4 separate regions of the Mus musculus genome follow, and regions 1, 2 and 3 are each linked to region 4. Evidence: chromatin contacts called from public promoter capture Hi-C data. All regions are on one chromosome and are shown on one strand. The core of a region is the stretch at or near the end of the contact, and the rest is flanking DNA. Distances in the headings are between cores, read along the strand shown. Region 1 overlaps Aim2 (absent in melanoma 2). Region 2 holds the start of Aim2 (absent in melanoma 2). Region 3 holds the start of Ifi206 (interferon activated gene 206). Region 4 holds the start of Olfr420 (olfactory receptor 420).

The links. Promoter capture Hi-C pulls out the DNA fragments that hold promoters and counts their contacts. Capture Hi-C pulls out chosen DNA fragments and counts their contacts.
Region 1: a promoter capture Hi-C map of hematopoietic stem and progenitor cells shows a contact between it and region 4. The contact joins the enhancer-like site here to the promoter of Olfr420 in region 4. A contact is called at or near these places in 16 of 39 promoter capture datasets (the 3T3-L1 cell line, the C10 cell line, the HPC-7 cell line and 9 more), 4 of 484 Hi-C or Micro-C datasets (the G1E-ER4 cell line, the HPC-7 cell line and bone marrow-derived macrophages), 1 of 115 datasets of contacts at active chromatin or transcription factors (large pre-B cells) and 3 of 9 other capture datasets (adipose tissue, liver and pancreatic islet).
Region 2: a contact with region 4 is called in a promoter capture Hi-C map of the HPC-7 cell line. The contact joins the promoter of Aim2 here to the promoter of Olfr420 in region 4. A contact is called at or near these places in 7 of 39 promoter capture datasets (the C10 cell line, the HPC-7 cell line, cranial neural crest and 3 more).
Region 3: a contact with region 4 is called in a promoter capture Hi-C map of liver, with 5 times the contacts expected there. The contact joins the promoter of Ifi206 here to the promoter of Olfr420 in region 4. A contact is called at or near these places in 11 of 39 promoter capture datasets (the HPC-7 cell line, embryonic stem cells, frontonasal cranial neural crest and 7 more) and 3 of 9 other capture datasets (adipose tissue, liver and macrophages).

What each region holds. Positions count from the first base shown.
Region 1 is chr1:173,449,907-173,456,573 of GRCm38.p6, reverse strand. It overlaps Aim2 (absent in melanoma 2), which reads right to left. Exons shown (of 9, transcript NM_001013779.2): 3 at 3,626-3,746; 4 at 2,261-2,350; 5 at 959-1,240. The coding sequence starts at 1,220. Among named protein-coding and RNA genes, the nearest start is that of Aim2, 33 kb to the right of the region's middle. Within about 2 kb of position 4,688, at least 44 of the 459 cell types and tissues checked have an H3K27ac peak or open chromatin away from gene starts, as enhancers often do. A contact at or near this core is called in bone marrow-derived macrophages and hematopoietic stem and progenitor cells, where this site is marked.
Region 2 is chr1:173,416,549-173,423,324 of GRCm38.p6, reverse strand. It overlaps Aim2 (absent in melanoma 2), which reads right to left and starts at 2,721. Exons shown (of 9, transcript NM_001013779.2): 1 at 2,639-2,721.
Region 3 is chr1:173,486,853-173,493,970 of GRCm38.p6, reverse strand. It overlaps Ifi206 (interferon activated gene 206), which reads left to right and starts at 2,653. Exons shown (of 8, transcript NM_001372437.1): 1 at 2,653-2,984; 2 at 4,999-5,050; 3 at 7,079-7,118. The coding sequence starts at 7,099.
Region 4 is chr1:174,155,237-174,161,864 of GRCm38.p6, reverse strand. Olfr420 (olfactory receptor 420) reads right to left here and starts at 3,143. Exons shown (of 1, transcript NM_146305.2): 1 at 2,098-3,143. The coding sequence starts at 3,090. The coding sequence ends at 2,125.

The DNA.
Region 1 (6,667 bases), core at 3,439-5,938, 710 kb after region 4:
TGTTCTTACTGCCACTGTGTGGTCAAATGTAAGAACTACACTTTCTGTCCAATGTCAGCTACTCTTAAACTAATCGTGATCAGGCCTTGCTCTAAGTTCCTCAAAGTCACATAGCATCTTATACCTGTATGTGATTTTTACCCTTACTTCATCACTTAGACGGCGTATAAATAACCCTCTGGAATCCAAGCCCCTGCTGCTGCATCACACACATCTCCTCGGCAAGCAGTTAACATTTTGAAGCTTCTGTATTACATAGTGTCCCCAAACCACTGCCTTTGGAATCTCTCATTTTAGGGACTCCCTTGATGAGGTATACTTTCATTGGCTCTTATTAGTCATTTGAACCCCAAGGACATCCCAGTTGTTCTTAAGGAGTAATTGGAAACTTAACGACATGGCATATAATTTGTGGAGAGTGAGAGCTGGTTTATTGAATGCAAACACGTGCTTTGTGTCCTGGAAGTTCATAATGTCGTCTATGCTAGAGATAAAGGAAGGATTAGAAACTCCATGCAGTAGAAGCGCAAAGGCTTCCTTAAAAAGGCCAACTGGGACCATGGCAGGATGGCTCAGCGCGGAGGTGGATAGTCCATGGCAAAGTTAAACAGTTCTCTGGTTTGTATGTTCAAGGCTGTGTTTTCTTCATGTCACAGCCAGGCAGGCCTTCAGCCAAGTGTGAAAACCTTAAGTACTGTGTAATGAGACCTTGGACATTAACACCGACCTGCCATTTCCGCAGTTTCTGCAAGTAGATTGGAGACAGACTCTGGTGAAGAGAGAGACAATGGTGGCAGCCCTGACTACCGGCATCAGACACGGCTAAGGAATTTGTAACATGCTGTTTAGTGACTCTGGGGGGTGAAGGGCCTGGTGATTAAGGAAATTAATTTCCTACAATACAATGTAGAAGGGTTTCATTTCTCTCATATCATTAAGGGAGGGCACTCCTACGCACCTTCTTTCTTTTTCTCTTCAAGAGCATTTGCAATATGCATATAATTCAACTTCTGGAAAATATTAATGGCCTTGGTCACTGCAGACGCCGCACCTGCACTTTGAATCAGGTGGTCAGCTAACTCTGTCCTATCTGCCACGTCGAGTGTGCTCCTGGCAATCTGAAACTCAGTCAAAGCAAAGTACTTGAACCGTTTCAGTTCTTCCTCCGTGATGTGGTCCAGGCCGGTCAACAACAGCATTTCCCGGTACTCACTCTCCATCTCACAGTCCCAGGATCAGCCTGAAAAGAAACCTCGGCCGTAAGATTACAGCACTCTATGCAAGTCTACATTCAGGACACACAAGGTAAGTGGTTAACAAGGCATACCCAAGATGACAGAGCAGGAGGAGAGCATTAGGTGAAACGTGAAAAATGAATCGCTATGCAAGATGATCAAAAAAGGATACTTTCAAAGGGCATGTGGTAACCTAGGAATTCTTAGGGTTCCTGACCCCTGCAAAGTGTAGAATATGGCACAGTGTGTATACTTCAGGCATATAACTTAAAATTTAACATACATATACATGAAATATATTTACCAGTTCATTCACTTGAGGACCATATTTTGCTGTCCCATCTCTTCAAATTCAAGATCAGAAGATTTTTCTCCTGTATTCTTCTCTAGAGACTTAAAAGGTTTAACTTGTATATCTATGACCTATTCTGGATTCTTTTGTATATGGTATAAAACTATACAAAGATCCTTTTGTGCACGTGGCAAAAATTTTCCGTGATTGTATGGAGAAGACCATGTCTTCTTTGTTTTCCAAAAAAATTCACTTTCCCATATATGAGTTGGTCTATTTAAGGATTCTTTCCCTTGTTCCTTAATTTATCTCTCTCTTAATTTAGGATGTATGTGATATTCTGAATGGGAACATTCAATAAAAAGAAGATGTCAATTTGTCAATTAATAGACAAACTACATGCAAAATCTCAGAGAAATCATGTAAGGATAATTCTACATCTGCATGCAAAGCTAAGGACAAAAAGATACCAAATATGTTAAAATATTCACCAAGTAACACTCTGCCGACTACCTATAAATGCTTTTAAAGACTTAATAATTAGGGAAGTCAAATGGTAAGCAGAAAAATGTCAGAATAAAATCAGAACCACATATACAAAAAACATGGCACATAAACAGTATGAATAAATCTGAAAGAAAGAATTATCAGCAAAGAACAGTATTCAGAAAAATTATGTGGGAGATGATAATAATTGATCTTTATCTTATATCACAGAAAAATAAATACTCACCTAGATACAATAGCTAAATAGGAATAGCAGTACAGTTGAGAAACACTGGATTTTTTTTCTTCACTTTACATTGAGAAAAAGGAAAACTTCCTAAACAATATACATAAAGGACATGTTAGGGAGGCAAGAGTTATTAAATTTCATCGAAAACATAGTCTAAAATTCTGCATGAAAATACAAACAATGCAAACATCAACAAAAAGGTCCAAATTGGGATTGTACCGCCTCCAGTGTCTATGATGAATAAACGCCTTGTTTTCAAATATGTGAAGAAAACCACATATCTGTGAGAAATTGTCAACTGCCTAGGTGAAGAGTGGTGAAAAGAGATGAACAAGCAGTGTGCTTCAGTATGTGATGACGTTGTGTAACAATATCATTAACACTGCTAGTAGTCTGTTACTTTGCAGTGAACAAGGTAGAAGAAATAAGACCAGAACAGGGGGATTCATGAGAAGAAAACAACAGGTCAAAGACCCTCACATTTCCCACCACTGCAGACTATTTCAATGAGCTCTATAGACTACAGTTAATGAGACCTTGCCACTCTCGGTAAAAACTGGGCAGGTAAGGAAGAGATCAGAGTATCTCTGCTTACGTGGGTGGTGCTCATATTCAAAGCCCAAAACTACCATAAGCACCCTTTCCAACTTAAGACATACAATACACCCAGAATAGCCACAGCGAGGAGTCTGCACCAGGGCACCAGTCCCTTCGACAAACGGGAAGTAGGAAATCTCCTCTGACTTAGTATGTGGAGGATGCTAATCACCTCAGCATGCTTTCTGCTGGTCTGTGTGAAATTTTAATCTTTCTACACCCATCTTCGATAAAAACATAATCACAGTTAATCACACTTTATATGAAAAATTAAGACATTGATTCCTCCAAAGGTTGTTTATCTTATTTACATACAATTTTTCATTTTACTATAGAATAAGTCTTCAAAAAAAAGTTGTAAACTATTGGTTGAGACGAAAATGAATCTCAGCAGTAGAGCCCTTGACTCCTATGTGGGAGGTTCTGGGTTCAACTGAAAGGACCAGGAAATACAGCCACAGTGAGGTGCTGGGTAGAGGGTGGATTATCAGCGAAGGAAATGCACTCCAATCCTCAGGGCCAGCAAGAGGTGCAGCTGCAATCTGAGAGTACAGTGCTATGCCTCGCAGAATGCATATGCCAAGTGCTCGCACAGGGAGCCTGAGAGATGGAAAGGGTTAAGAAAGACATATATGATAGGCTGGCCTCTTTCTAAACAGGGAGGGCTGTTACACTATGTGAAAGTGCCCTTTACGGCATACCTGGAAAACACCAGCTCTGCAGTAATTGTTGGTTCAATTTGGGATTTGAGGCACAATGACTTACCTGACGCCACCCAGCTTCTAAAGGATGACTATGCGGCCAGACCTCAAGTCTCCTGAATCAAGTCCTCTGTACTGTCTTGTTCCCACTGCCTTTGTATTATTCACAGAATGGGCAACAATACCTTTAAATTAAAAAACAAAACAAAACAAAACAACAACAAAATTCTAACGTTATTGGCTGTTATTCGAAGACACACATTCCGTAACTCTCTTAAAGTATTAATAATGATATAATAATTGCCATCTTTTCCCCTTGTCAAAACCATTTATCTCTCTTCACTGTGTGTTGGAATAAATTAAACCCACCCTCTCTGTAGATTTCTACTCAAACTTCCCTGCATATGTATTATAAAACTAAAACTGGCCCTGTTCCTCTCTGTTACCACAAACTGTTTCGTTTTCCTCTCTACTTGTCTACTTAGCAATCCAGTAGTTTTTTGGTTCACATTCTGTGCTGGAATAAAAGTGGCTTGTGGGCAAGGACTCTGTTGTTCATGTCTGCAGTCCTGGCTCCTAAAATAGCATCTGCAATACAAGCATTCAACAAACATTCATTGACTTTTTCTAAGTAAAAATACAGTTCTAGGTGTCTTCTGGGCTGGATTCTGGGTGCTTTTAGTTTGACTAAGAAGCCCAGTTGAAAGGTCACAGAACAATATGGCAGGAAATAAGAACCCCTAGCAACCATCTTCCCACAGGCACACAAATTTTGATTAGTTGTACAGAGCCCAACCCACCCTCCTAACACCTAAAGAAGCCATGTGAGAGACCATCCTGTCTTGGTTGCATTTGATAGTAAGACAAGACACAATGAAGAAATGGGAGGGAGAGATTTGTCCATGTTGACACTCCTCCACATTCACAAAGGGGGGTGGGGGGCAGAGAGAGACAGAGAGAAGGAATTCATCCCAGGCCTTAGTCTTTAAACTCAGTACGAGGCTATCATAGCGAAGTATCACTGCTTGGAAGAATTCTATAACCCCTTCCCCCAGGCTAGACTGAGCAACTGGAATTGTGTAAGTCAGTCTGCATGCTCACTTCCTCTATCTCTTCTCCTTGGATCTGGGTCAGACAGAAGGATGAGCAGAAAGGTCTCCACCCACAGGCAACATGGCCCAAATCTAGCCCAGAATTCTGCTCACTGCAGTGGGAAGTAGCAAGAAACAGAAAGTAACGCCTTTTAGACCCAGGCCACATCTCATAGATGAAACCTCCCTCCCGACATACACTAGAACTAAGCAATTGCCTACATGCCAGTGGGACTGTCTCAAGCTTGCTTAGATCGTTACCAGCCTGGCAGTGAGAAAGGGACACACACCCTACTCTGACCACATATTTTCTCTGCCTGTGAGTCCCAGGTGTGACACAGGTTAGTGTCGCCCTTGGTGGACCCTAGATTTGGGTATCAGCTCTCTTCAGGTTAGTGTTATCAGACAGATCATCAAGCACAAATTATCAAGATCATTTGACATGACTTACCACCAAGCAGGGACTTATACCCTACTGGGATGTCATATTTGGGCCTGTTTGTCTACTGGGATGGCATAGACCTGGGTGCACTCACCATGAAATTCAGAAAGAGAAACAAGAATTCAAAGCTAACTCACTGGCCACTGCCAATAGCAGACCTAGCATCCATGGGAAGTGGGTGTTGAGGGATTGTAGCAAAGGAGAACACATGTTTCAGAAGCTAAGAAAAGATCACTCTTAAAGTTTTTTTTTTTTTTAAGAATCAACTGTGTCTCTTGTTTGTTTTGCTATAAAGCTACCTAAGGTGAAGGCTACAGATGTGTCATGGGGTTAGCCATGTGGGGTTACGGGTAGCAAGAAGAGCGACAAGGAAGTGGGATGGAAGTTCAACACAAGTCTTGCTGTAAAAGGGCCAGAGAAATGTGATAAAAGACAGGGTAGGAGGTGGGATAGGAAATGGAGAAAGTGACTTATAATTGCTCACTTGATCTCTTTTCTAACATGAGAGGAATCAGTCTTGCTTCATGCTGATGAGAATGTTCTAGAAGGGGGCGAGCTGTGGTATAGAAGAACAAAAGGAAAATTGCTCCTGGGAGTGAGCCTGAGGATGACTCCTCTGGAGTACACCTTCTGAAACAAAGGAAAGCCACTCTCCATTTCCTGCATCTGACATCTGCTGTTAGGGACAGACGCCCACCTTCCTCATGCCAAGATTTCTCAATTCTTCAAGGATCTCCAACCGTGTTCACTTGCTGCCTACGGCTGACAGCTAGACAGCTAGACAGACACAGACTCAACTCCTGGCTCTGCCATTTATTGGCTGTGTGACATCTGGTAAATTACAACCTTATAAAGTGTCCATATCCTCAAGTGTAAAATGGGGAAAAGGTGAACATCTCCATTAAATGGCTACTGTTATAATGCCATGCTACTGAATCAGGGACTTGTAACAGAACCATGTGAGACTAATCACTGAGTCAAAGCTATTAATAGAAAAGTGATAGACAGGATTCAGGGTAGTGATAGTGTACAAGGAATAGAAACTTAGTTTGGGATGGGAGGTGAGGGCTTGTGTTAGGAACTGGGAAAAGAAGGTGGAGGAGTATTTTTCAAAAACTGTTTTGAAAAGACCGAAGACGAAAAAGATGAGGAAAAATTGACATGCAGGCTTGGTAGCTTGCAAGCTGGCTGACTGTCTGGGCTAAAACAGAGGGCTCAGGGGCAGATATGTCAGATGGGAGGCTCCCAGAGCTGGATGAGGGATTAAGTCACTAAGATACTGGGCTACTGCCCGAGAGGTACCTCGGGGACCTTGCATGAGGAGCTGCAGAAAATGTCAGTCTCCTAAAAAGGCTGGCAGGAAATCTTTAAGAGTGACTGAAGCTCAAGAGAAATGAGTCCAACCAAGAGACTCCAGGGGACAGAGCTGGAGTGACAGTAAAGAAAATGTCTGCTTTGAGAGCTGATAGCATGTGCTCATGCTCAAAGCCTCAGAGGATGAACTACATGGCTGGTGCCCTCAGTCTTCTCTCCGGTGGGACAACCATAAAATCACCCAACACTCTTACTTTGC
Region 2 (6,776 bases), core at 1,472-3,971, 740 kb after region 4:
GTATCCCAAAAATCCTGTGCTTTGCTCTACACTCCCTATACACTTGTCTGTGACTAAACAGCTATCCCTATGGTGTAAAAACTTCCAAAACTCCTTTTGAAAATAAAAATGGAAAAGATATGCACTTGAGGGATAAACTAGTAAATCAACTGCTGTTGTTCACCAATCAGTTCGTTTTGTCCAGTAAGGCATCTTGTAAGTCTTAGAGGAAATGAGTCATGAATCAGGCAAGATTTCTTCACTATCCCCACAACAAATACAAGTATGTATAGCTGTGTAGTGTACAGGCTGGGGCTGTGTAGTGTAACTCAAGTTGGTCGTCAGACTATGTCTATTTGAGGAGGTAACATTTAAACAATTACAGAGATAAATAGAAAGAGTAATTCTTATATCTTGGAGCTAGATCTAAGGGAAGGTATACAGCCTTATCTATGTACTAAATCACAATGGATTATTCACTTTGCAGTGACTGGCTGTATGCTAGTTTACCTTATTGAAGCAGTAAATGTGATGTTATTCAGTTTCACCAAAAAGTACATCAGAAAGCATTATTCTGGGATAATGATAAATGGCGTTTCCCCACAAGATGTATAAATGGGACTTTTAAAAACATGACTAACATAATATGCATCATTCTGTGTAAAGAATAATCTTAAGTGTATTTTTAAAAAGAAGAAAACAAACATGGAAATATCATATGAAGCGATATAAGATGGTTACACAAGATTCAAACATTTCAACTGACAGAACGCACATGAATTAGACTCATGGGTTTAAAAAGAATGCTAAACTGGAATAAAACCCACTGTGGTGCCTGTGGTGTTTAAAAAAGACACAGTGGGGGAAATTGAAGTGCTGAGTAGCTGCAAAGCAAAAAATACGTGAACATATGTATCAGGCACTAAGCACAAAAACTCTAGTTAGAGCAGCTCTATCAATATTAGTCAGAGAAGACTATAAGACAAATAGTGCCATTAAGGACAGAGTTGCTATACAACAATTAAATGTTAAAGTCATCAAGGTAATATAACCAACAATTCTAAACAGTAAGCACCTCATTGAATAAAGTCAACAGTTGTAAACAAAATTTGACAGTTCTCCACTAACAAATGGCAAATGTACCATGATGGTCAGAAATTACAAAACATTTCCTTCAGTAACTAACGCTTTAAATAGCCAAGAATAAAATAAAACAAAAAGCAAAAAAGTAGAAAAGTTGAACAACATAATTAACAACTATGTTCTGATACTTAGAAATACTTACCACACTTTCGGTAAGGGCACAAAGGTTATCACTGAGTTCCAAAGAGTAGTTACTGTATTAGTTTCTTTTTTTTCTTCAATTTTTAATATTTAAATGTATTTTATACATCAAACATATTAATAATATTGAGCATTTTGAGAATCAAATAGTCTGTAAAAATGTGTTCAACTTTTATATTGATATCCTTTCATACCCTAAAAATATCATTAATGAATATTTAATACAGGAGAACACAGTAAACAGCTATAAGCACTTAAAGAGGCAACACAAAAATCTCTTAAAGAATTACAGGAAAAAACAATCAAACAGGTAAAGGAAATGAACAAAATCATCCAAGATCTAAAAATGGAAATAGAGACAATAAAGAAATCACAAAGGGAGACAACCCTGGAGTTAGAAAACCTACAAAAGAGATCAAGAGTCATAGATGCAAGCATCACCAACAGAATACAAGAGATAGAAGACAGAATCTCAGATGCAGAAGATACCATAGAAAATATTGACAAAACAGTCAAAGAAAATGCAAAAAGCTCTTAACCCAAAACATCCAGAAAATCCAGGACACAATGAGAAGATCAAACCTAAGGATAATAGGTATAGAAGAGAGCGAAGATTCCCAACTTAAAGGGCCAGTAAAGATTTTCAACAAAAATATAGAAGAAAACTCCCCTAACCTAAACAAAAAGATGCTCATGAACATACAAGAAGTCTACAGAACTCCAAACTGGACCGGAAAAGAAATTCCTCCTGTCATAATAATCAAAACACCAAATGCACCAAACAAAAAAAGAATATTAAAAGTGGTAAGGGAAAAAGGTCAAGTAACATAAAGTCAGACCTATCAGAATTACACCAGACTTCTCCACAGAGACTATGAAAGCCAGAAGATCCTGGGTAGATTTCATATAGACCCTAAGAGAATACACATGGCAGCCCAGGCTACTATACCCAGCAAAAATCTCAATTACCATAGATGAAGAAACCAAAATATTCCATGACATAACCAAATTTACACAATATTTTCTCATAAATCCGGCCCTACAAAGTATAATAGATGGAAAACACCAACACAAGAGGGAAACTACACCCTAGAAAAAAGCAAGAAAGTAATCTTTCAAAAAAACTAAAAGAATATAGCCACACAGATATAATTCCACCTCTAACAACAAAAATAACAGGAAGTAGCAATCACTTTTCCTTAAATATCTCTTAGCAATCACTTTTCCTTAATATCTCTTTTCAGTTCCCCGCAAAAGACAGAATTGGATATGTAAACAGGACCCAGCATTTTGCTGTATTAGTTTCTTTTCTGTTTTGATAAAATGTCATGAACATTAGCAACATAGGGGAGAAGTAGGTTTTAATTTTACTTACAGGTCCATGAGGGTGGATTTCATCACGACAAGGAAAAAACCTAGCAGCTAGTTAAGGAAGCATGGCGGCAGACAGGACAGGAAGCAGGCAGGACAGGAAGCAGGCAGGTTGTGATTCTTGCTCAGACAAAGAAACAGAGTTACAAGTGAGACCGCCTATCACCTCTCACAGGCCGCCCTCAGTGACCCACTTCCTCCAATAAGGTTTCTCCAGTAAGTTCCTCCTTGTGAAAGTCCCAAGACCTTCCGGAGCCACCAGCCGGCATATATTCAAACCTCAACAGATACCATAGGAATGATCCTTCCCCCAAATTCCAGGGATTTAACTATGGAAATGGGAAAGCAGGATCCAATTGGAACTAGACTGAAATAAACTTGCTATTACCTAATAAAGTAAAGGAAATAGAGATTAAAAGCACATATAATTTTTAAAAGATGCCATGTCACTTGAACATTTGGGATTATGGAGTAACATTATCTGCTTGGCATTTCTTTCTTTTTTTTTTTTTTTTTTTTCTATTTGATTCCGTGTCTGATTTTTTTTTAATTGTTCTTTTGTGTTACTACCATGCTGGGTTTTTTTTTCCCCACATTTTTTTTATTAGATATTTTCTTCTTAGATTAAGGTTACTTAGAATTTTGAGCTCTGATGCTTTCAAGCTAACGTTACATCACAGGCTTTCTGTCATGCCATTATTCTCACCTTTTATCGAGAAATAGCTCCCTGGCCCCTATGTTTCTTCCCCCTTCAGCTAGAAATCAAAAGCCCTCTTCTAAATATAAATTCATGTCAATAAAACACCTACAGACCAACACACCCAGAAAATCAGAGTTCCTTTTAGGCTCAGTCTGGGTCAACCCTCTGAACAATATATTCTAATTCCTGCCACGGCCAAATGCACTTTCTTTTGTAAAGGTCTCAGTTGTGGTGCAATAAAAGATAACTTCTGTTCCTCAGTCAACTGAAGGTTTAGAACCAGGCTTCCTGCAGCCTTATTCTTTTCTAGAATACAGTCAATACTAATCCCTCTTTCTAACCTCAGAAACCCAGGACTCTCTTTCCTCTTAATTTACTGATTAGCAAAATGGTCCTAAAGCTTTCTCTAGAAAACTTCTGACATATCTTACTTACCTCAGGGGATTTTCTTCTCTCCAAAGCAGCCTTAGTTCTCAACTCAGGGACTGGTGTATGTCCTGAGAGTTCAAACCATCCGCCTCACAAAGATTTTCACTATGAGTAGTAGGACATGAAAATCATGAAAATCAGGTCTTGGGAGACAGAAAGCAGAAAGTACTCTCAACTATCTTCTTTCACTTTGAAGCTTGGCTAGTCCTGGCCCTATAGCTGAGTCCTAAACCCTGATGCTGGGGCAAAATAATTATATATTAAGGCTCTGCCCAAGCAAATGCTAGTTTTCAGTTTCCTTTTTACAAGCCTCAGCAGAGTTTCTCCTCCAGCTGTGAGGTCTCAACCAGAGGTATTTTAGATATAGGGAACTCCACAAAAGTTATTTCCTGCTTTACCAGGGAGTTCATAGCCTAAGGGACAAGCCCAGCCCAATGCACACCACCCACTCACTTACTGGTGGTTGGTTTTCTTTGATTTCAACATCAACACACAAAAAAGGGTGGGCTCTGCATAATCAGATCTCTTGATTGACAGGCTGCCCTCACACAGCTTCCATTACCCAACCTTGCCCTAGTGACTGTAGTGCACTTTACACTTGTAAATTGGTATGCATTGTTTGCTCAGGGAGAGGCTGGTTCTATCCTCCTGCTACTTCAGAGAATATTTGTCTTACAGTGTCCTCCAGGGCTTCTTGTCTGGGGATGTCTGGTTTTCCATCTCTGTTACAAGGAGGACAAAACAGCTCAAGAATAAAAATATGACCTTCTTAAAAACTAGGTCAATCATTTCCAACATGTTTTAACTGTGATGTATACAGGTCTACAGTGTGAAGGTCAGCCATGGAGAGAAACTTAACTGCCTTAACTTCCTGGTTTGGTTTTTGCTGAGTATCGTAAGCATCCCGTTTAATGCTGTTTTTTTCTAACTGTAGGTATTGGTTCTTCTCGTTGGAATTCTCACCCTCACTCTTCTCTGCCCAGGACTCTCTCTCTCTCTATTGGAAACTTCAAAGGAGTGTCCCCAAAGGGCCTTCCCCAGCCTGTCCCCACTCTCACTTGATGAAGATTTGTCCCTTCACTATTGCTTTGTCTTTATGTTGACTTACTGAACAAAACCGAAAATGCATTCATCACTGCCGTTTGCATCGCTTTTGTTATCGTACTTTAGTATTAGTTGTTGTTGGCAAATTCTTACTACACTAAGTGTAAATTATACTTAACCTCATTGGCTACAGGAATAGGACAAAGTACAAGTCTTTGTTTTGTGTGATTTCAAACGTCTACTGAGCATCTATTGAAATGTGTAATGAATGGAGTTATCTAAGGGAATGGAAGGAATTCAACTCGAAGCTAAGAAAATATCCCAAGTAGGGTGCCAGTGTGAGGAAGCGCACACCTTTAATCCCAGCACTCGGGAGGCAGAGTCAGGCAGATTTCTGAATTCGAGGCCAGCCTGGTCTTCAAAGTGAATTCCAGGATAGCCAGGGCTACACAGAGAAACCCTGTCTCGAAAAACAAAAACAAACAAACAAACAAACAAAAAAACAGTGTGAGGAACTGAATTGATAAGGATGGCAGACAAGAGAGGAAAGAGAAAATCATATCACATGAAAGGTTGAATATGGAGGAGGGAAACTGAGGCTGCCAAGGGCAAGAGCCTATATTAATAGAACCACTGCAGCCTCAAGACCTGCAGTAAAAGTCCAATATAGCTAATAAGGCGATCAATTCTTCATTAAAAGACCTGCACCTCTCAGCCCATGGTCAAAAACAGTAATGGGACTTAAATTATGTCTTTGTATGCTACTAGGAAGAAGAAGAAGAAAAAAAAAAAACTAAAAAGCTGGGGTTGAATTGTCTTAGCCAGTGCTCTATTACTATCAAGAGACACCATCACCATGACAACTCTTATAAAGGAAGCATTTAATTGGGACTTGTCTATATTTCAGAAATTTATTATTGCCATGGCAGGGAGCATGGCATAGTGCTGGTAGACATGGTGCTGAAAAAGTACCTGAGAGTTCTATATCCATATATGCAACAATGGATAGAGAGAGCCTCTGGGCCTTGATAGAACCTAGCGGGGAAACCCCCACTCAATTCCCGATTCGGCGTGCACCCAAAAAAATCATGAAGGACCATCTTGATGTAATTACATGAGGTCGTTTAATTACGGAGCTCCGGACCGACATGCATCCCACACAGGAGATAATGGATGTTGGCCACGAGGCTCGAAAGCTAGGGGTTTTTACGGGGTAAGGGGCTTAGGGGTGTGGAATTGCATAGCGACACACTACTGCCTTATTCAAACATCAGCAGAAAAATTACATGTACGTGCAGGGTGTCAGAGTTCTGTGAGTTGTTGACTCAGTTTAGATAGCCCTGTTATGTCCTCACATTCCTCTTTATCTTTAAGGTTAAGCTGTTCCCAGGAATGTTTTAACTATGGGGCATACCCAGGTTTGTTTTTCTTTTTTCTCAGCCCCAGGCAGCCTCTAGGCTCACAAACAACCAGCAATTCCTGAGTATTTTATATGACTTACAGGTCTTGAAATTTTCATCTTTCTTTCAGCCTCACTTGGACTTTTGAAACCTCAAATCTCATCCTCCAGAGACACACGTCCTCCACAAGGCCTCCTAATCCTTCTCAAGTAATACCACTTCATGATGACTAAGCATTCATATATATGAGCCTATGGAGACCATTCTTCTTCTCCACATGACAGGGGAATCCTGGATATGTCTTTTAAAAGTTACAGAGAGAGAGATGAACAAAACAAATGGAAAATTAGACTTAGCTAACAAGTTGCTTTTTGTGACCTTAGAGAGAGTTGTTTCACAAAAGAATGGAAACAATGAATGCGTGCCTGGGAAATGGTCCTGGCTTATACAGCCTGTAGTTAATGGAAACAGACATCAGGGTCAGGGTGTAAAGGTATGTGAGTTGCTGAAGAATGATAGCCTGGACTGAAATAGTATGTAAATGCAAAAAGTGTTTTATTCTGAGGAGT
Region 3 (7,118 bases), core at 1,404-3,903, 670 kb after region 4:
TTTAGCTGGATTCCACTTTGGGCCTGTCACTGGACCTTCTTTTTCTCAGGTTCTTCTTCATTTCTATCCCTGTAATTCTTTCAGACAGGAACAATTATGGGCCAGAAGTATGACTGTGAGACAACACCCTGCTCCCTCATTTGATATCCTTCTTCCTGCTGGAGGTGGACTCTATAAGTTCCCTCTCCCTACTATCCATCTGGCATTTCATCTAAGGTCTCTCCCTTTGAATACTGAGAGTCTCTCACCTCTCAGGTTTCTAGTATATTCTGGAGGGTTCCCCCAACCTCCTATCTCCTGAGGTTGCCTGTTTCCATTCTTTCTGCTGGCTTCAGGGCTTCAAACCTTTTCACTCACCCAATATCAGATCAGGTTCTCCTCTCTCACCCACTCCCTCCCTCCCCATCTACATTCCCTCCCAGGTCGCTCCCTCCCCACTTGTGATTGATTTCTTCTCTCTCCCAAGTGGAACTAAGGCATCCTCACTTGGCACTTCAACTTGTTGACCTTTTATACTTTTTTTTTTTTGGTAAGATCTGCTTATTAGTGAGTACAGGTCATACATGTCCTTTTGGGTAAGAGTTAGCTCACTCGGGATGATAATTTCTAGTTCCATCTTTTTGCCTGGAAAACTCAGGATGTCCTCATTCTTAATAGCTGAGTAGCATTCCATTGTGTAAATGAACTACAATTTCTGTATCCATTCTTCTGTCATGGGACATCTGGGTTGTTTCCAGCTTCGGGCTATCAAATAAGGCTGCTATGAACATAGAGAACACTTGCCCCTGTGGCATGGTGGGGCATCTTTTGGGTTTATTCCCAAGAGTGGTATAGCTGGGTCTTCAGGTAGATCTATTTCCAATTTTCTAAGGAACCTCCAGATTGATTTTTAGAGTTGTTGTACCAGTTTGCAATCCCACCAGCAATGAAGGACTGTTCCTCTTTCTACACATCCTCTCCAATATGTGTTGTCACCTGTGATTTTGATCGTAGCCATTCTGATTGGTGTAAAGTGGAATCTCAGGGCCATTTTGATTTGCATTTCTCTGACCACTAAGGACTTTAGACATTTCTTTAGGTGCTTCTCAGTCATTCGAGATTCCTCAGAATTGAAATCTAGGTTTAGTTCAATACCCCATTTTTTGATTGGGTTATTTGGGTGCTTGGTGATTAGATTCTTGAGTTCTTTATGTATTTTTGGATATTAGCCCTCTATTTGATGTGGGGTTAGTGAAGATTATTTCAAAATCTTTAGGTTGCTGATCTGTCTTATCAACTATGTTCTTTGCTTTACAACCTTGCCAGTTTCATGATGTCCCATTTATCAATCCTTGATCTTAGAGCATGAACCATTAGAGTTCTGTTTAGGAAATTTCCCCCTGTGCCAATGAGTTCAAGGCTCTTTCCCATTATCTCTTCCATTAGATTCAGTGTATCTGATTTTATTTTGAGGTCCTTGATCTAATTAGACTTGAGCTTTGTGCAAGGTGATAAATATGGGTCTATTTTCATTCTTCAACATACAGACAGCCAGTTAGACTAACACCCTTTTTTGAAATGCTTTCTTTTTTCCATTGTATAGTTTTGGCTTGTCAAGATCAAGTGATGGGAAGTGTGTGGTTTTATTTCTGGGTCTTCATTTCTATTCCATTGATCAACATGTCTGTCTCTGTACCAATACCATGCAAGTTGAATCACTATTGCTCTGTAGGAAAGCTTGAGGTCAGGGATGGTGATTTCCCCCAACTGTTCTGCTATCAAAGGCAGAGACATCCAAAAGTTGCCCAAGACTAGCAGTTGGAAAGCATTTTAACTCCCATCATTTTCATCCAGGTGACTGGTTACCTAGCTATGGCATTATCCTCTTTTGCAGACCAGCTGGCAGGCTCTCATACCATTATCTGCTACTTGATACCATTTGTTCCATGTTTCAGGATTACATCAATCCTTAATCCTTGAATTCTCCATGCCAGAAAAGTGCAGCAGGACAAGCATTATTTCAGTCCATAATCTCAATCAAAGCTCGAGGTTTCCCACTGACTCCCAGGCCCCAGGTTTCCCTGTGCTTACCAGTGAATAATGTAGAGACACTGAGGAAGCATTAACTTCACCATTGAAGGAGGACAGCTTAGTTCTATAATCAAGAGGGAGGTGGATAATGCCAAATGCCTTTCTAGCTATTTGAGGTTGCAGCTTGGAGTTGTGTGTTTGTAACATTATGCTGTGGCAAGTCTAGGTCTTGGGAGCTACTAATGGATGCATAGATGCTACAGGAATGACTTAAACCAGGAGTTGTTTCATCTCAGATTTTCCTTGAAACTCATTCACATGCAGCTGGCAACTGACACAGCAAAGATCTCCTGACACTGAGTCTGAGCAGAAAAGAAAGAAGAGACTGGGTGACTTGGCTTTTTTTGGTCTAAGTTTTCACCTTCATTCAAAGGAATGAAGGTTCCTAGGGATCCTTTTGCAAGCCTGTAGGACATGAGGATTATAAATCTAAATCTTGTACCTATGAAGATTTGCAAGAAACATCCTGAGTGTAACTAGCTCTCTTTGACTTTTTTGGTAATTGTTTACAGGAAGGAAACTCTTGAGTTTCTGTCTCTGAGGAAATCGAAAGCTATGAACCTTGTCCACTCCCCACAAAGTAGCACAGGATGAGAAACCCAGTTCCCCTCAGTCTGAGCAGCTGAGCAGTGACTCTACCCAGTGTCAGCTTTCCATCTCTCTCTGAAAACACTTCATTGTCTCAGAATTTCAGGAGATTACAAAATCCTCTGGTTCTCTTTCTGAGAGATTTACTGTTTACTCTTCATACACACACTCACACACAGACTCACACACACACACACACACACTCTCTCTCTCTCTCTCTCTCTCTCTCTCTCTCTCTCTCTCTCTCACTCACTCACTCACTTGCTCACTCACTCACTGCTTCCTGCCCTGCAAAACTGGATACCACTGAAGAATTTTCTGAAGAGGTGAGTCCTCCCCCTGCTTTCTCTGTGAATGCACACGACTACAGGTGAAATCCTTGTCGATCTTTAGGTTGAGAGAGAAGGAAGCCAAGCTGGTGGCTGCTACACTGAGCAGTGAATCTGCACTATCTGGATTCAGGTCCTTGGCTCATAATGATGCTAGGCATCCTGATTCCTCCACCAGTAAGACTGACCCAAAAAGGGGCATATTTCAGATTATAAAATACACGTTTTTTAGGTAAGTCTGGATAAGTGAATAAGAAGAGTGCTTTAGTTTTCTTGGCTGGAGAATGCTTAGAACCTGGTGGTTGTAGTGAGTGGCTGGGCAACAGACAAGTTTGTGACAGGAAAAATTGCCATGAAGCAATAATACTGAAAAAATGCATCTAGCCCTCAGGCTGCATTATCTATTATTGCAACCATACACAACCTGGGCACCAATGGGCATATGTAGTCAAAGATATCCCAGATTCATTATGATTGCAAACCTGTGGTTTTATTGACTTAAGAAGCACATTAAATGGTCTTCATTCACTTGTGCATCAAGTGAATAAAGTAATATTGTAGACATTGTTAGTCTGTATCATCCTGAAAGTTAATTGCTTTGGGTTTTTGTCTTTTTAGTTTTCTTTGATTTTGTTTTCTGGTGGTAAGACTTAGAAAAGAGTTGGAGGTTCATCGGAACTAGATGTATACTTCATACTTTTAGACTCTTCTGCAGTCCCTCTGTGCACTATGGTTGATCTATCACTTATTAGGTGTATTAATTATGCTGCCCAGACTTTCTAAAATTTTACAAAAGTTATGACCCTGTTCATTTAGAAATTAAGATAAATACTCCTAAATCATGCATTAAATTTTGGTTTTTTAAGTTATTACTGGACAATTCTATTATTAAAACACTTTTCTATTTCTAGGAGGTAAACTATTGTCATTCTTTTGGTTTTCTGAGAAGAATTTTATATTTTTGGTTCTAATTAAGACAATGCTAATATAAAAAAATCTGTTCTTATTAGTTTCTATAAAAAGGATTTATTTTATAATTTCCATGAATGCATGCCTTAATGGAAACATTTAGCTGCACATATTAAAGAAAATTTGACAAAGGATGTTAATTAACCAATTATATGTTAGTTCCTGTAGGGTAGGTTGAGGACACATTTTTCTGGATTTTACTATGACTACTTCTTTTATGGGACATCTGCATTTCTTTTCTTGCCTTCTCTTTATGACTCAAGTGGCTAACAAGTGATGACAACATTACTGAGCTTATGTTGTTTCCTCCTTCAGTGGTCCTGTTGATGTCCTTACTGTCTCTCCTCTCTCTGAGGAGAGTTTCACTCCTGAGGCAGAGACTCACCCAGTTTTCACCTTGCTTAGGTTTTACTCTGAGGAGCTCTCAACTGCACACACTATTTTCTTACCACACTTCCCAGAGCTCTTCCTGGTGCGTTAGCTCATCTGAACCTGCCGAGGCACTGATGCCAGAGAGTACTGTTGAGGCTTTCTTCTCTGAGTGTGAATTGGTCTACATTCAGACACTCATTCTCAGTGTTTGTTTTATGTAGGGTAAGTTAAGGGTACCTCTTTGCACCATTGGGGATGACTATACTTTGATATCTAGGATTTGCTAACTGAAGATGGGTTTTAATGTAAATACCTGAAACACTATACTACTGAATATTGTTGAGATTGGGATCATTATTGCAACATTTAAAAAAATATTATTTTAGCAGAAAAGAATGAACATTTACATGTAAGCAGATTATATCAAAAATGTCAAGGTCTCCTGTCATTTCACATCAGTCTATATTTTGGCATAAGCTTATTGTCAAAAATCATAAAATAAATACAACCTTCAAAATTTTGAAACTCCTCCAGTTTGTAGTATCTTAGGCCATTGTAATATAAAATCATCCCACTATTTTGCTGAAATCTGATTGCTCTAGAGAGTATGGTCTTTCATATGATCTGATCTTCTTTAGTATCACCATCAATGTTCTATTTCTCTTTGTAGACTTGCCTTTCGTCTTCTGAACCGTGTCTGCCAGACAATGCTGTTGTAAAAGGTTAGTAATCTGAGAACATTTAGCACTCTGATTAGAATATTACACACACAAACACACACACATGCACACACACACTCACACACATACACACACTCACACACACAGATTCAGAGAGAGATAGACAGAGACAGAGACAGAGAGACAGACACAGACAGATGGATAAAATACCCCATAACTAAAATGACTTAAACTTTAAGCAACTATCAAATTTATTCCATCCTTGAGAGTTATTAAGGATGTTTAGAAACTCCTAATCATGTGTAGAAAAGGAACGTTGGTCTAGTGGGAGAATTTTAGGAATTTCCAGAAGGTAAAGTCTCAGTTGATTCTTAAAGGTCATCATAGATGGCAGACAGAGAAAGCAATGGAAGAATGGTGATGAAAAGGACACCATCTACTTCACAGAGCATGCCAAGGGAATGGGTGCTGTGCATTCTGAAGTGTGTCATATCACAAATATAAAAGAACCGTATGTAAAAGAAGCAGATTATCCAAGGACTTCCGAAGTATTTTAAGGATTAATAAAATTTTATTTAAAAAACTTGTCAGCTATTAGCTTATTTTAGCAGCATTTAAACACAGCCTATTCAGAGAAAACTGCACTATGAGCAAGGAAAACCCATTTTAAAAAGTCAAGTCTAAAAGGAGAAAAAGCAAGTAGCTATAGAAATAATACCCTCCAGTGAATGCTGCCACCTGGCACTAGAAAGTACTTAGCAAAATGACAATACCAAGGACACAGAAAGCAAGGTCTAACACCTGGTGAGACAGGATGCTAATGGAAGCTGCTTAACAAAGAACCAAGTGGACTAGAGTCAATGCCTGGGCCAGGTTCATCCTGTTGTAGTCAACACCCATTCCTATAAACTGAGAGAACACACAGACCATTTATAGATAAGCCATTTGAGTATGGGCAAGTCAGGAAGTAACAGGGGGATATCTAGAGGCAGGTTCTAGTAACAAATAAAGACACTTCAACTAACCTGAACTCCTGAGAGCTCCCAGGGGCTGAGCCACCAACCAAAGAGCATAAGCAGGCTGTCCCCAGGCCCCTGTCACATATGTAGCAGAGGGCTGGCACTTCTGGCCTCACTGGGAGAGGATGTGCCTGATCCTACAAAGACTTGATGCACCAGGATGAGGGAACATTGGGGAGGGAGGATGTCAGGAGGAACTCTCTGAGGGCAAACCAGGTGGTATCCCGACCTGCAGGACCTAGCTATTCGTGGGGTCCAGGGGGACCAATCCTGAAAAAGAAAAGGGCGAGAAAAGGGAGGGAGACCAAGCAAAGAGTTGTCAAGGTCTATTTAATGGAGGCTGGGAGCCTGATTATAAGCACACAGTGAGAGGAAACAGGGAGGGGTGAGGGGGAATAATCAAAGCACAGAGAGAGGGACAGATATCTGAGGCAGATGCTGAGTGCAGGCTTCAAAAATCTTGTGGCTTATCTTGGAATGCTGGCTCTGTCTAAAAAGTCCCAGGTCAAGATAAGAAGGAGGGGGTGGCTCGACTCCCATCAAAGGGTCAATTGGATCTCAGGTTAGGAGTTGTTGAAGGTCTGGTTTCCCACAGCTTGGTCTCTCACAAGGTGGGAGAAAAACAAGTGGGATATGAATAAATAGATAAAACAATAAACAATTGTTAAAAGAGAAAAAAAAAGAATGGGAAGAAGAACCAAGTTCCAGGATCAATATACAATGGAAAAAAAGGACCTGGGATTTCAACCTTCACAGCCCATACTCTATACACTGTAACAAACGGTGATTTCCATGCTTTCCCATAACCACCTTCAGCGACCTCACTCATCCATCATCATCATCAGGGAAGAGTTCCTTAGACTGATTTACTAACCAAGCGGTTCTGCACTCATTTTTTCCCACAGTGGCACAGTTAGTAAGCGATGCTCCATTTTTTCTCATGCACAGGTATAGACAACACTATGTCAAGGGCTGTTTGCTACCTAGATATGCTCTGTATTTTAAATGGTCTCTTATGTGTGTAATTCAGTCTACTGTTATTCTCTTGTAGTCTTATCCATAACTTGAGAGATGGTGAATTACTACAAGCA
Region 4 (6,628 bases), core at 1,894-4,393:
GTAAAAAATGTGGTGGTCAGAGAAGGATATGGAATAATTTTTTTATGCAACAGTGAGTCGTAAGTATCACTTTAATAACAATACTGCAACAAAGGATGGCAAGGTGTTTGTTAAGAACTTAAAGAGAATTAAAGACCCAATGTTTCCCTGAAAATTTTGTGAAATCACAAATTTCAAGCGAACACACAGACTTAGAATGTGTAATAATAAGTGAAATCACACATTTTCAGAAACAACTGACGACACATATAGTCCAAGACTATTGCCTGAATCCCTGTGTTGTTTTACTCTCATTCCAATAACAGAGGATGCTGTGGAGTCTTGTTTGACCTCTTCGACCCACAGCATAAAACTTTTCTCATTTTCATCCCTTTCCTTTGCATATAAATGGCATTAGCTGTTGAAATGTAAACCCTTCCTTTTTACTTTTGCCTTTCTATAAAAATGTAAGAATTAAGGTGAAAGACTGATGTACAGAAACAAGGATAGTGGGCTGACGACTACAGGGTTTGCGTTGGTGGAAGGAAGAGAGGTAAGAATTTGTCGGTATAAAAGAATAATGAGCTTCATCCCACCCACATTGACATGTATGTCCCAGACAAAATTATTCCTTATGAAACATGTATGGCAAGTTTTGTCAGCAAAGGAAGTCCACCACACTGTACCATAAAGAATATGGAATTTTTAAAGCCAAGGAAAGAAAGGGCTTGTATGTACATTTCTGTTCATTATGTTGGCCTGTTAGCTACAACAATCAAAACTTAGTGTGATGATGTTGGTTATTTAGTTCAATAGATATTTATTATATGCATTGCTCAATATGCATGGCATATGAGAGTACACTAAAAACAAAGATTAAATTTTAATTCATTAGAACCCAAGGAGCTAAAGGGATCTGCAACCCTATAGGTGGAACAACATTATGAACTAACCAGTACCCCAGAGCTCTTGACTCTAGCTGCATATGTATCAAAAGATGGCCTAATCGGCCATCACTGGAAAGAGAGGCCCATTGGACACGTAAACTTTGTATGCCCCAGTACAGGGGAACGCCAGGGCCAAAAAGGGGGAGTGGGTGTGTAGGGGAGTGGGGGTGGGTGGGTATGGGGGACTTTTGGTATAGCATTGGAAATGTAAATGAGCTAAATACCTAATAAAAAATGGAAAAAAAACTGATAATTGTTGTATAAGCTAACTCAGTGGTTATTGATCAAAATACAAATAACTAATTTATAGGTTAGGGTTGTTCTTTAATTCTATACATAGTGGCACAATAGAGAGAATTTTGTCTTATGAAGATTTTATACTTAGCATATTCTCAAGAAGCAACTTTTGTTTTTTTCACTTTTGAGACAGGATCTCTCTATGCAGCCCTGGCTAACTTGGAACTCTCTAAATAGACCTGGTTGGCCTTGAACTCACAGAGATGTGCCTGCCTCTGCCTCTCATGTTCTGGGATTCAAGGTGTGAGCCTCTACAGCAGGTTTGTTGACATCCCTGTTTGTTGTTCATTTAAACTGAGAGTCAATCGCTTAGTCTCATGTATTCTAGATCAGCACTCTAACAACTGAATTTCAGTCCAAGTATTCAAATGACTGTTTAGGTTATGTTAAAAGTAAAGTGTTTCCCAGGGTAACTTCAGCAAAATTAAGTTACTGCACATAACTTGAGTGGTATAACGTTCAACTGATGAAATGACATTCAAAAATATGTTGGATTGGATAAAGACTAAAAAGAAGCTATTAAGTTTAGGGACTGGGGAGATGGGTTAGTTAGCTAAAATGTTTGCCATTAAACGAGAGCTGGTCCAGCACCTGCGATGTGGAAACAAATGAATTCTTAGGCTTGCAGCTAGTCAATTCAGCTAATGGGTAAGCTCCTGATTCAGTGAAAGACCTTGTGTCAAAAATTAAGGTGGAGAAGAATACATCTAATGTTTATTTCTGAACTTATCACACATGAACACATGCATTCTCCATACATATACACAATAATCTAAGTTAATTGTTTATAAATTTTGTGTATTAGGGATATTTAGGAATCAAGGTTCAGTAAAAGGCTGATAAAACTTTTCTGAGAAGTGAGAATGAAAGAGAACCAACATGTCCCTCTGAAGAAGAGATGTTAAGGGAGGTTTCTGCTCTTGCCAATTAAGATGCCAGCTTGACCTATGTGCTTTTTTATGGCTTCTTTTATTTCTTTGTTCCTAAGGCTGTAGATGATGGGATTGAAGAAGGGGAATAGAACTGCAAAGGCCAGAGCAATGGCAGTGTCCCAGAACAAGGAGTAGGTAGCAGAGAAGCGAAGATACATGAGAGCCACACTACCAAAGAAGAGCAAAAAGACAGTAAGGTGCGAGACGCACGTGGAAAATGCTTTACGGCGGCCTTCAGCTGAACGGATGCGCAGAATCACAGCCACAATACCAACATAGGACATGAAAATGAGCATCACTGCCGTAATTATCTCCACAGCATGGACAATATCTACCACCTGAATCATGACGATGGTGTGGGTATCTGTGCAGGCCAGGCGCAGCACCGGGAGGAAGTCACAGAAGATATGCTCAAGGTGATTAGAGCCACAAAAAGGAAGTGTGGAGATCCAGGCAATCTCAGGGAGGGGTGTGAGAAAGCCACAGACACAGCAACCGAGGGTCAGCTGGGCACACAGTCTGGAAGTCATGATGGTAGGATAATGAAGAGGGCTGCAGATAGCCAGGTATCGATCAAAGGCCATAGCTGTCAAGAGACAAACCTCACTGATGCCTGTGGAATGGAAGAAATACATCTGCAGGACGCAACCATTCAACGTAATACTCCTTCGTTCACTAAGCAGGCTAGAGAGCATCTTTGGGATGGTGGCAGTGGTGTACCATATCTCCAGGAAGGAAAGGGCACTGATGAAGAAGTACATGGGTGTGTGGAGGTGTGCGTTGAGCTGGACCACTGTGATGATAACCAGGTTCCCAACGATAATGAAAGCATAGATGAAGAGCAGTGGGATGAAGCAGATGACAGAATCTCCCCAGGAGCAAGGGAAAGCAGAAAAAATGAACTCCTGAGCAGTGGTCCAATTGGAGAACCCCATCTCCAAGTGAGAAATGAAAGTGTCAACAACTCCCAGAGCACTCAAGCTTTTCAGGAAGTGTCCACTATAGTTCTGTGGTAAAACACACTGACCAAAAGCCAGGCTTTGAGAAGACACTTGCACTGTGGATGTAGAGGAAGAGAAATAAATAATGACATCATATGTACTCCACAATGGTGTACAATCAAATAAGTTATACAACTTGTGTTTAGACATTTTCAAATACTAGCACAAATCAGAATTAATGGGTTGTCAAAGCTGACTCTTGGTGCTGTTACTAAAAGTTTTATTCAGGAGGTCCGAGGTAGAACCTGAAAATTTGCAGGCAAATGATCAGAAATCCTGATGATCAGAAAATCATATTTTAAAACCATCATGCTTAGACATCTGGAGGAAAACCTGAAGAAATGGGAATTAAAAAAAAATGATGCTCATTCTGAATTCAAATCTTATGGATTCCCAAATAGAATTCTTGCTTTCAGATCAGTGCATCTGACTCTTAACACGTGATCTGGAATGTTTTTTTCCCTTTCATCAAAAGTAGATTATTTTCATATAGTATATTCTGATTATGGTTTTTCCTCTCCTTAATTCTCTCAGTTCCTTCCTTCTTCCCCACCCATCTTAATCTTTTTGTCTCTTGTTAGAAAACAAACAGGTATCTAAGGGACAATAATAAGCCATCACTGGGGATTTCTACCCATCTTTCTTCCCTTTCTTCTAATTATCTCACCTCTTTATATGTATTATGCTTAATATGGTTCATAAGATGAACTACACTGGTGTCTTTGTGTTGTTCGTTATTTAAAGGACGTACCACTCTTTTTACTCTTATCTCATTTTCGTCTTATGTAAGAGAGACTTGAGGGTGCTTTAAGTTGGAAGTCTTTGATAAAAATGACAGTTTGTGAGAATTGAATATGCTAAGCTGTCAGTATAGGGCTGCCTTGATAATTTTGTGGGGCAGCTCAGTGGGAAGGGAGAGCTGTAGATTGACTTTGTTAGAACACACCCTAGTACAAAGCATTGTCCTAGTAACTGACTCTCTTCTCACAATAATTTATTTCACCTCTATGGTTTATTTTTCTGTCAGTATCAAATATGTTCATTTGGAGGACACTGCATTTCTACTTAAGACTATTTCTTCACATAAAGATTTTTCTAGTGCCATGGATAATCATTCTCTCTATTTTCCCAATCACTTTAAATAAATTACCTATTTTCGGCTTCTTATATTAGTTTCCACTCATCTCCATAGGCCAGGTATTTTAATTTTTTTTATCCCCCAAGTATATAAATAACTCAAAATTCTGCTCTCCTTTTATTTTCTCATCTCTATCCCTTTCCATTCAGAAGAGTCATTTTAATTCAATGTTTCATTTCTTCAAGATTCCCAGTACCCAGTTCCCTTTGGCCTTTGTTCTTTTATATTAACAACAATTAATCTCTGGTCTGACTCTCTATCTTGGTCCCACATTGACTCTCCTCTCAGCCCGAGGAGTTTTATAGTTACCCAGTGTTTAAGCACCACCGATTGTGTCCCAAGACCATCCCCCTGAAAAAAATCACACCAAGTATCTAAACCTCAGGACCTCAGAGTGTAGCTGCATTTCACACACAGCATCTCAAATGGACTTGAGTTAAAATAAGGCCATTAGGGTTGATGCTACTCTGCATAGACTGGTGTGTCTGTGAGAAAATACTTGGACGTGTGTGTGTGTGTGTGTGTGTGTGTGTGTGTGTGTGTGTGTGTGTGTGTGTGTGTGTAAAAGTTGAGGAAGATTCCAGGAAAGATGGGCATTTATTACCCAAGCAGACGGGCCTCAGAGAAGAAAAGCCTTAAGTGCAACCTTCTGGTTCTACCTTCTAAACATCTGTAAGAGGAGACTCTCTTTCCAGAAATATCTGTTTCTTATTTCCTTTCAACATCTGTTTGTTTCCTAACCAAGTTCAAGGGTTTCGCCTTTGCATCTCTGCTTACTCTATTGCTTATGATATATGTATGTATATGGTAGGAGAATCTGAGTTCTTATCATATCTGTGCTTATCTGTATCTATCATCTATCCTATTTATCCACCATCTCTCTCTCCCCCTCTCTCTCCCTCTCTTCCTCTCTCTCCACCTCTCTCCCTCTCTCTCTCTCCCTCTCCTTCTCCCTCTTTCTTTCTCCATCTCTCTCTCTCTCTCTCTCTCTCACACACACACACACACACACACATATCTATCTGCCTATACATACATGTTAATTATTTAGAATGTTTTCCTATTTTTCCTGATTTTTAAAAAAATGCACATAACTGTATTTTTAAATATAAATATTGATGTCCTCAACAGTAACTAGCATGTCTTCTAACTCTGGCCTTCAGAGCATGGTTCTAAAATGTGGATTTGACACTTGCTCAAGAATGCAGCTTCCAAGTAGACCCAGACCTTTCTGTAATCTCTAAATTCATGCTGTTATGCCACAGAAAGCATGGGGAGAACCTGACCAAAAGCAGCAATTTTCATCTTTACCTACTGAATCTATCCTTGTACAAATTTCTCTTGTGATGAGTCTAGTACAGTTGTCAGTGACATCAACTTTCTAAACCTAGGGTAACATTTCTGAAACATGTCATAAATCCAAACCAGTTCCTGTCTGTATAAAAGTTAAAGCAGCCCTTTGTATAGAGAAACCTGCTAATTCGAACCTTTTTATGTTGTACTGGCTCAGCCCAGAATATTCTTTCAAATCTTTCAAAAGCCATCTCAAAGGCTATTCACAGTACCTAGAGACCCAGCGGTACCACCCTCTGCTTTAGTGTGTGTGTATTGCTGTTTTGTTTTGATTTTTCCCTAAGTGTCTTCCATCTCCCCTCCAAATAGTTAATCCACTGACCTTGCTGCTGTTGGAGTCCAAAATCAGAATAAACATGAATGAAGACTCTACCTTTGCTACACTGATGTTTGTGAAGTCTCTAACTGCCATGAGAGAACCAACTTCCTTCACGATGCTTTCACCTGAGTCCTCTATCTAAGCTCAATTTCTTTCATAAAGTCAGTGATAGACAATCTGAGTCTCCTTTGTGGATCTTCTCCCCCTTTCTTCCCTTCTTTTGTTCTTTAAATGAGTAAAATGATTGACTCTCTTGGGAATTGTACATAAATGATTCAAGACTAGGAGAAAACAATTGTACCCATAATGGCTTCAGTTGGGAAAAAAACAGTTCAGGCTAGTAATTAGGAGAATCTCAGGCCTAAGGATCCCTGGTTCATTTCAAATGGGCTTGGGAGCTTGAGACATGAGAATAAGTTTACTCTTCGGTTTATATTTACTCCTCCCTTTTCTGTGACTCTCTTAACAGTGCTGATGTTTTAGTGAATCAAAATGAGGAAGATCTAGGACTCAGATTTGCATGGTGTTGGTACTGTCAGGGAGATGCATGGAACAATGAAAAGAGGAGTAATTGTATACTTAAATATTGGTGGCATCCCATTTATACATAATGACAAATCTAGTAAATATACTAGTTGCATTGTTGTGTGTATTGCTGTTTT